Linked DNA regions of Oryctolagus cuniculus: region 1 is linked to region 2. Evidence: chromatin contacts called from public Micro-C data. All regions are on one chromosome and are shown on one strand. Each heading gives the region's core, a stretch centred on a gene start, on an enhancer-like site or on the middle of the called end of the contact. The rest is flanking DNA. Distances are from core to core; before and after follow the strand shown.

Region 1 (3,633 bases), core at 191-2,690, 41 kb after region 2:
TCAGCCACGGCGAGAATCTGCTGGCAAACCTGGATCACGTCTCCCAGGGCAGGGAACTCAAAATCAGACCAGGTAAGAGAGAAGCACTTCACTGTCTTTCCTCTCACACGGCCGGTTCTTCCAGGGTCCCCATCAATAGGGCAGCACTCGGGGTGTGTGTGTGTGTGTGTGTGTGTGTGTGTTCTGGTTAGCTGAAGGGAAATAGCGTTTATTCAAACTCTTCTTTTGGGGTGGGGGTGGGGAATCCATCCTTTCCCACCAAGACTGTGGCTTCCAGAGGAATTCTGAGCGGAACGGAGAAGCAACCAGGCCACCTAATCCTGGGAGATCAGAAAGAGGCTGTACGCCAGCCCTCAGCCCGTCGTCAGCGGCGCCTCGGGAACGCTGTCTCACCTAAGACCCGGGACCCAGCAGCGGGGACCAGGGCGCCCCAGCGAGCGCGCTCTCGCCCGGGCACCCCGCTGACGGCGCCCACTCGCACAGGTGTCACAGCGCGGCCATCCGCGCCGGCCCCCGCTCCCTACGGCGCAAAGCCGCTCCAAGGGGCTCCCCCGACAGACTCCGGCCCCCGAGTTTCCCGGCTGGCTCCGCAAGGAGCCTTGTCTTTTTAACCCTGAACTCCAGCGCACCCTCGGCAGTCTCGGGACGAAGTCCCCCCCGCCTTCCGGGACATGTGTTAGAGGAGAGCTGGAAAGGTCGGGGGCGACGGGAGAGGAAAACGTCCCGTCAATATCCAGCAAAGTCCGCCGAAGCCACGTCCAGGCCACTCGGCCCGGGGGCTCCCGGACATCCGGACAAGGCCGGGAACCTCAACACCTGCCGTCGCCGCCCGCCTGCGAGGCTCCCTTCACCACCGCCCCAAGCCCTCCCGGACTTCGGGAGCTAAGAATCGGGTGTGGGGGAGAGAGAGGTGGGGAGCAGAGGGGCTCCGAGGCGGGACAGCAGCCCAGGGCCGTCCCCCAGCCGAGTGCCCCGCAGCCGCCTCCGGCTCCAGCCCGTCGCCCGGAGCGCTCCGGGGAGACCCGATGCGAGCGGCCTCCGCAACCAGCCTCGGGCAGGGCCAGCGCCCCCGGTCGCCGCTCCTTCGCGGGAGCGGGCCTAGCTGCCCCGGGCAAAGGGCCCATCGGGGCCTCCGCCTCCCACTTCCAGCCCGCCGCTCGCGGGCCGCGGTCGGAGGCCTTACCCGCAGGACGTGGTAGCCTTCTGTGCCCCCGCCTGGGATCTCGACGCTCTGCGAGGAGCCCATGGCGCCGGGCGATCGGTGCAGCCGAGCCGGGCGCCGCTCTGCTCCCCGCCCCTCCGCACCGCCCGCTCCCTCCGCGTAGCACTTGGGACGTGGCACTCGCAGCCGCCGGAGAGCCGGGCCGCACTGCCCGCCGGGAGATGGTCGCCGAGGCAGCCGGGGCGCAGCGACGCCACAGACAGCGCCACCTGCCGCCAGCCACCGGGAGGGGTCTGGGGGCGCGCGAGCGGATCGGGAGGGACCGGGGAGGGCGGGCAGGGGCCTAGTCGTCCTCGCGAGAGAGCAGACACACAGTTCCTTCAGTCCTGCTACGGAGCCGTGGAGGAGACAAGCTTCATCAACACGCGTTCCTGCTCGCCCGGAATGACGATTGCTGGGTTGCAACGCCCTCTGGTGGCCACAGGCTGGAAAGGGCTCACACTAAGCTGCTGCAGCTCTGGTTTTGTAGGTCTTGGCCCAGGTTAGGCAGGTGTGGGATGAATCCACGTCCACTCAGCCCAGTTTTATAAAGAGACGCCTTCTCTTTAGGGCAGCTGTCCCACACAGTCATGGAGTCATGGAGGACCCGCCGAGTTGTTTTTTGATGCAATTTTTTTCTCTCCTCTTTTATTGTGAGACCAAGGTCAGATATTTCCTATAAGTAGACAGGTTTTATTTTAAAGCTTTATTTTTGGGGCCGGCGCTGTGACGTAGCAGGTAGAGTCGCCGCCTGAAGCGCCGGCATCCCGTATGAAAGCCGGTTCGAGACGCGGCTGCTCCACTTCCAATCCAGCTCTATGCTGTAGCCTGGGAAAGCAGTAGAAGATGGCCCAAGTCCTTGGGTCCCTGCACCCGCCTGGGAGACCTGGAGGAGGCTCCTGGTTCCTGGTTTTGGATAGGCGCAGCTCCGGCCATTGCGGCCATCTGGGGAGTGAACCAGCTAATGGAAGACCTCTCTCTCCCTCTCTCTGCCTCTGTCTCTCTGTAACTCTTTCAAGTAAATAAATAAAATCTTTAAAAATTTTTATTCATTCATTCTGTTTCAAAGAGAGAGAGCACTCTTGTCCATTGTCTCCCTCCCCAAATGCATGCAACAGCTGCTGCTGGACCAGAGCAAAGCTGGGACGAGAAGGAAGCTGGAATCCGGAGTGGAGCCAGGACTTGAACCCACACACTTGGATATGGGATGCAGGTGTCCAAAGCACTGACTTTACTGCTATGCCAGACGCCTGCTGCCCTTGTTTTATTTGTTGTTGTTGTTTTTAAATTGTATTCATAATTTCCTTTTGAAAATATATTAAATTTTAAAAAAAGATTTATTTATCTATTTGAAAGGCAGAGCGACAGAATGAAATCTTGAATCTACTGGTTCACTCCCCAAATGTCTGCAACAGCCAGGGCTGGGCCAAGCTAAAACCAGGAGCCAGGAGCTCCATCCAGGTTTCCTTGGTGGGTGGCAGGGACTCCAGGACTTGAACAATCAGCAGAAACCTGGATCAGAAGCAGAGTAGCCAATGCATGAACCAATCACTCTGATATGGGTTGTGGGCGTCCCAAGTGGCAGCTTAACTCACTGTGCCACAATAACTCCCTTTAAGTACTGGGACTTTCATGGTTCTTTTGCAGTAATATTATTTTGATTAAATAATAAAAAAATTTGGACCAGCGTTGTGGTGCAGTGGGAAAAGCCACTGCCTGCAATGCCAGAATCTCATGTGGGCACCGGTTTGAGCCCTGGCTGCTCCACATCTGGTCTAGCTGCCCGCTAATGCACCTGTGAAAATATCGCAGGATGGCCCAAGTGATTGGGCCCATGAGCCCACATGAGAGACCTGGAAGAAGCTTCTGGCTCCTGGCTTCAGCCTGGCACAGCCCTGGCAGTTGCGGCCATTTGCAGAGTGAACCAATGGATGGAAGATCCTCTTCTCCTCTCCTCTCCTCTCCTCTCCTCTCCTCTCCTCTCCTCTCCTCTCCTCTCCTCTCCTCTCCTCTCCTCTTCCTCTCTTTCTCTCCCTCTCTGTATAGCTCTGCCTTTCAAATAAATAACATAAATAAAAATTATTTCTCATTCTTTGCTATCAATAAGTTAATATCAGTGTTTTAGGCAAATAAATACATAAAGGAAATCTCCAGTTATTAGGCTCTGCCAGACCAGGAACTATGGTACACTGGGATCTGGAATCTTAATGTTTTCCAGTGTCTGGCTGCTCACTCAACAAATTCTAAATTGAATGCGAGGGAATGAACTTAGGAACAAGGTATGCTCACGTCCTTGCTCTGCGTGGCAGCTAGAATCTTTCATGGTGGTTCCATGAACTGTCGCTACTTGCAGTGGTCAGAATTGGAGGAGCAGGGCTTTTGCAGTCTCTGACACCGGCTGTGGCTTGCAGAATGCAGGCTGTGGCTCTGTG
Region 2 (3,498 bases), core at 737-3,236:
CATGCTCAGTGAATAAGGAATTGCTATTTACCAGCAATGTAGGGGGCCGGTGTTGTGGCACAGCAGGGTAAGCTACATCTGCAATGCTGCCATTCTATGTGGGCGCTGGTTGGAGTCCCGACTGTTCTACCTAGAAAGCAGCAGAAGATGGTCCAAGTCCTTGGGCCCCCGCACCTGTGTGGGAGACCTGGATGGAGTTCCAGGCTCCTGGCTTCCGCCTGGCCCAGCCTGGGCTGTTGCGGCCATTTGGGGAGTGAACCAGCTTGCTTGCTCTCCCTCCCTCTGCCTTTCAAATAAACTTTTTTTTTTTTTTTAAAGCAGTGCAGTAGGCTGCTGTGTTGGCTTTTGGTCACTCTAAGCCACTTAGGAAGTGAGTTTGGCTCACGGTCTCAGGTGAGGCCAGAGGAGGGCCCACCAGCACAGCTGCTGTTGGGCCCACTGCCTCCTAGGAGCGCCCTCCCAAGGGCACAACCCATGGACACCCCCTCCCCCCTGCCACTGGATTACTGCCCCCCTCTCAGCACCCTGGATGACCTTGGGGGGTTAAACACGTACATGAGTAAAGGACCCACGTCCAATCCACAGCTTGCCGCCCCTGCTCCCCAAAACTCGCGTCCTCTTCACATTACAACACAACCACCCATGATCATGCCATCTCCAGCAGGGTCAAGGTCTCAAGTCAGTTCACATGGATTCAAAAGGCCGAAGTCTCACCTGAGCCGCAAGGCACACGGCTCAGCTGTGAGCCCTCCGGAGCACAGACAAGTGGCAAACCTCAGGAAACAACAGTGGGAGGCGCGCAAACAGCGGTAACAGCCAACGAGGGGCCGCATCAGAACCCCCGCGGAGCAAACATCCACTCCTCTGGCTCCATGCCCGTCATCCTGGGTGCGGAGCAGTCCCAGGGCTCAGCGGCTCCACCGGGCACTGCCCTGCTACAGGTCTCCCGGGTCGCCTGATACCCCTGGAAACCTCCATGGAGGCCCGTGCGTCTCCCTGGCTCTTGCTCTTCCCCCGTGGCTTTCCCAGGCCTGCCTCGGCTGGTATCTCCTGTGCTCTCCTTTTCTGGGGTCTCCCTGCAGCTCCACTAGGCGGCCTCTCCCAAGGCCGCACTTCTGTACCTGAACTCGCAGGCTTTCACGGAAGCCACCGGGACGCCTGCAAACCCAGCAGCGCGTGGGCGACGCCAAGCTCTGCGGCCAGCACGAGCCACGCCTGGGTCCGCTGCCCGCCACCGGCCGCCGAGCCCAGGTGCTTGGCAGGCTGGACACAGGGCACGAGGTCCCAGGTGGCGTTGCGGGAGCTCCCCGAACGCAGCGTGGGGTTGCACCGACCACTCCTGCCCCGCCAGGCCTCCGAGTCGCCTTTGAGACCTTCACTGCCACTCTCAAGGCAGCTCCCTGCCTGCACTCACTCCTGAGCAGGTGCCTCCCCGCCTGGCCCAAACTCTGTCCCACACACGCTCGGGCTCGGTAAGGCTTCTCCCCGGGGAGCTTCCTACGCTCGGCCACGGGCACCCACGCGGCTCTGGGCTGCCCCGGGGACAAACTCGTGCGTTTCCTTTAAGTTCCCAGGAAAGTCACGGGGCGAGGGCGCCCGACTGGCCGGACCTGCAGCGCCGCCGGCCTCGGAATCGGCCCGGGCTCTGGCTGCCCGCAGCCTGCAGCGGCTCCCGCACCCGCCGGCTGGCCCGTTCCACAGCCGCCTCCACCTCGCAGGCGGAGACCCCACCAGGCTCCTCGGTACCGGCCTCTCGGCTAAGGGGGCTCCCCTCCGGGAGGGAGCGCGCGGGGCAGGCCCGGGCGGCGAGCCGGCGAGCGGACAGCGTGGCTCGGCCGAACCCCAGGCCCTGGCCGCCCTCCGAGCGCAGCTGGCCCGTTCCAACCACCGCGGAGGCCTGGGGAGTCAGACACACCTGGGTCCAAGCCCAGCCGCCCCCCAGGCGCTGCGGGTCCCAGGTCTGAGGCAGCAAGCGCCGCCCTGCGGAGGGGGATGGCGGCCGGGACCTAGCCCGGGCTCTGCCCACGCAGGCCTGTGGGGCCGCGAGCTTCTCAGCCGGCTCCAAGTCTGGGGGCCCGGCCGGGAGTGGGGGGCAGGGAGGGGGAGGGGAGCACCCGCACCCCACCGCGTCCCCACAGCTCCGCTTGCTTCCCTGGGGGGCTGCGGGGCGCCACACCCCCGAACGGCGTAGCGTCTTCCAGTCAGCAGCCTCGCGGGCTGCCACTCTTGTTTTATTGTCAAAGGGCCCCCAGATTCTTCAGCATCCTCCATCCCGCTCAACGGCTGGGCTGGAGGGGACGCCGGGAAGCCGAGCCGCCCTACACAACTAAACGCGCTCCCACCTTCGGGGCTGCCCCGGCCCCGCCCGGAGGCCCTGCCCGGCCGTCCCGGAGACCCCGCGGCTCCCGGCGCGGCGCGACATTCCCAGGCTCGCGGCGCCACCTGGTGGCCCGCGGCGCGCACTGCGGGCCCCGCTCGGAGCCCTCCCGGTTCCTGAGCGAGCCCCCTCCGCGTGGGCAGGGGGCAGGACACGAGGCCCTGCGGGAAGGCGAACTTGGTTTCCACAAAGCGAGGAGCTGACGCTTGGGACCAGACAGCCCTCCGTAGGTTCAGCTCCTACCCTAAAGCTCCCCCACGGTGTGAGCTAGAGGCCTCCGAGACTCAATTTGAGCTACAATATGCACCTGCGTACTGGGACGAAGAGGAAAACTTCCCGAGCACGGGGCTTGGCACCTGCTGTTAACACAATGCTACTGTAAACTGTTTGCTGTTTCCGACAGCAGTTTATTTGTAAAGGGAACTACTTTAGCTTGATCGAAAGCAACTTTTAAAAATGTTAAAATAAATGTATACGTAAGTATTAAATCAGAAACCATTTTCTTTTCTGGGCACCGCAGTCTGGGTAACACCAATCCCAGCCTCTCTCTCTCTCTCCCTCTCCCTCTCTATGTTCCCTCCAGGCCACCTCGCCTGACCCCTTTAGGAATAAGGCAGCATCAGGGTGCCCAGGATCTCAGGGGTGGGGTTGGGATGGCGGGAAGCTGCTCCAGCCCCACCTGCCCACGAGGGGATCGGGCCCCACGGCTTCCCGCGGGCGCTGGAGGCTGCACACGCTTCTCTCAGCAGCCCCAGGCTGCTGCTCCTTCCTTCAATTCTTGTAGACGAGGACTCCCGGGCTCTTTCTGCAGGCTACAGACTATTTGCCGGTGGAGATCTGAACCTGAAAAGGTGAATTTCAAGGTCTCTGAAGTTTGATGCTCTTTTTCCTTCTGGGCTGTCATTCCAGGAAAAGAAAAAACAAAACCGTGGCAGAGCCCAAAGCTGGCAAATGCCTTATTTATTTGAAAGAGCAACAGGGAAGGAGAGAGATGGGGTGGAGGGAGAGAACACATTTCCATTCCGAGTTCACTCCCCAAATGCCCACAACGGCCAGGGCTGGGCCAGGCCAAAGCCTGGAACTCCATCCCGGTCTCCTACGTGGGTGCAAGGCCCATCTTC

Evidence for each region. Hi-C and Micro-C count contacts between places; a contact is called where the count stands out from the background.
Region 1: a contact with region 2 is called in a Micro-C map of ear pinna, with 8 times the contacts expected there. The contact joins the promoter of GORASP2 here to the enhancer-like site in region 2. A contact is called at or near these places in 5 of 6 Hi-C or Micro-C datasets (ear pinna, embryonic fibroblasts, liver and 2 more).

What each region holds. Positions count from the first base shown.
Region 1 is chr3:70,188,274-70,191,906 of mOryCun1.1, forward strand. It overlaps GORASP2 (golgi reassembly stacking protein 2), which reads right to left and starts at 1,441. Exons shown (of 10, transcript XM_002712278.5): 1 at 1,184-1,441. The coding sequence starts at 1,246.
Region 2 is chr3:70,147,160-70,150,657 of mOryCun1.1, forward strand. No RefSeq gene overlaps it. Among named protein-coding and RNA genes, the nearest start is that of GORASP2, 41 kb to the right of the region's middle. Within about 2 kb of position 1,987, at least 6 of the 8 cell types and tissues checked have an H3K27ac peak or open chromatin away from gene starts, as enhancers often do. A contact at or near this core is called in ear pinna, where this site is marked.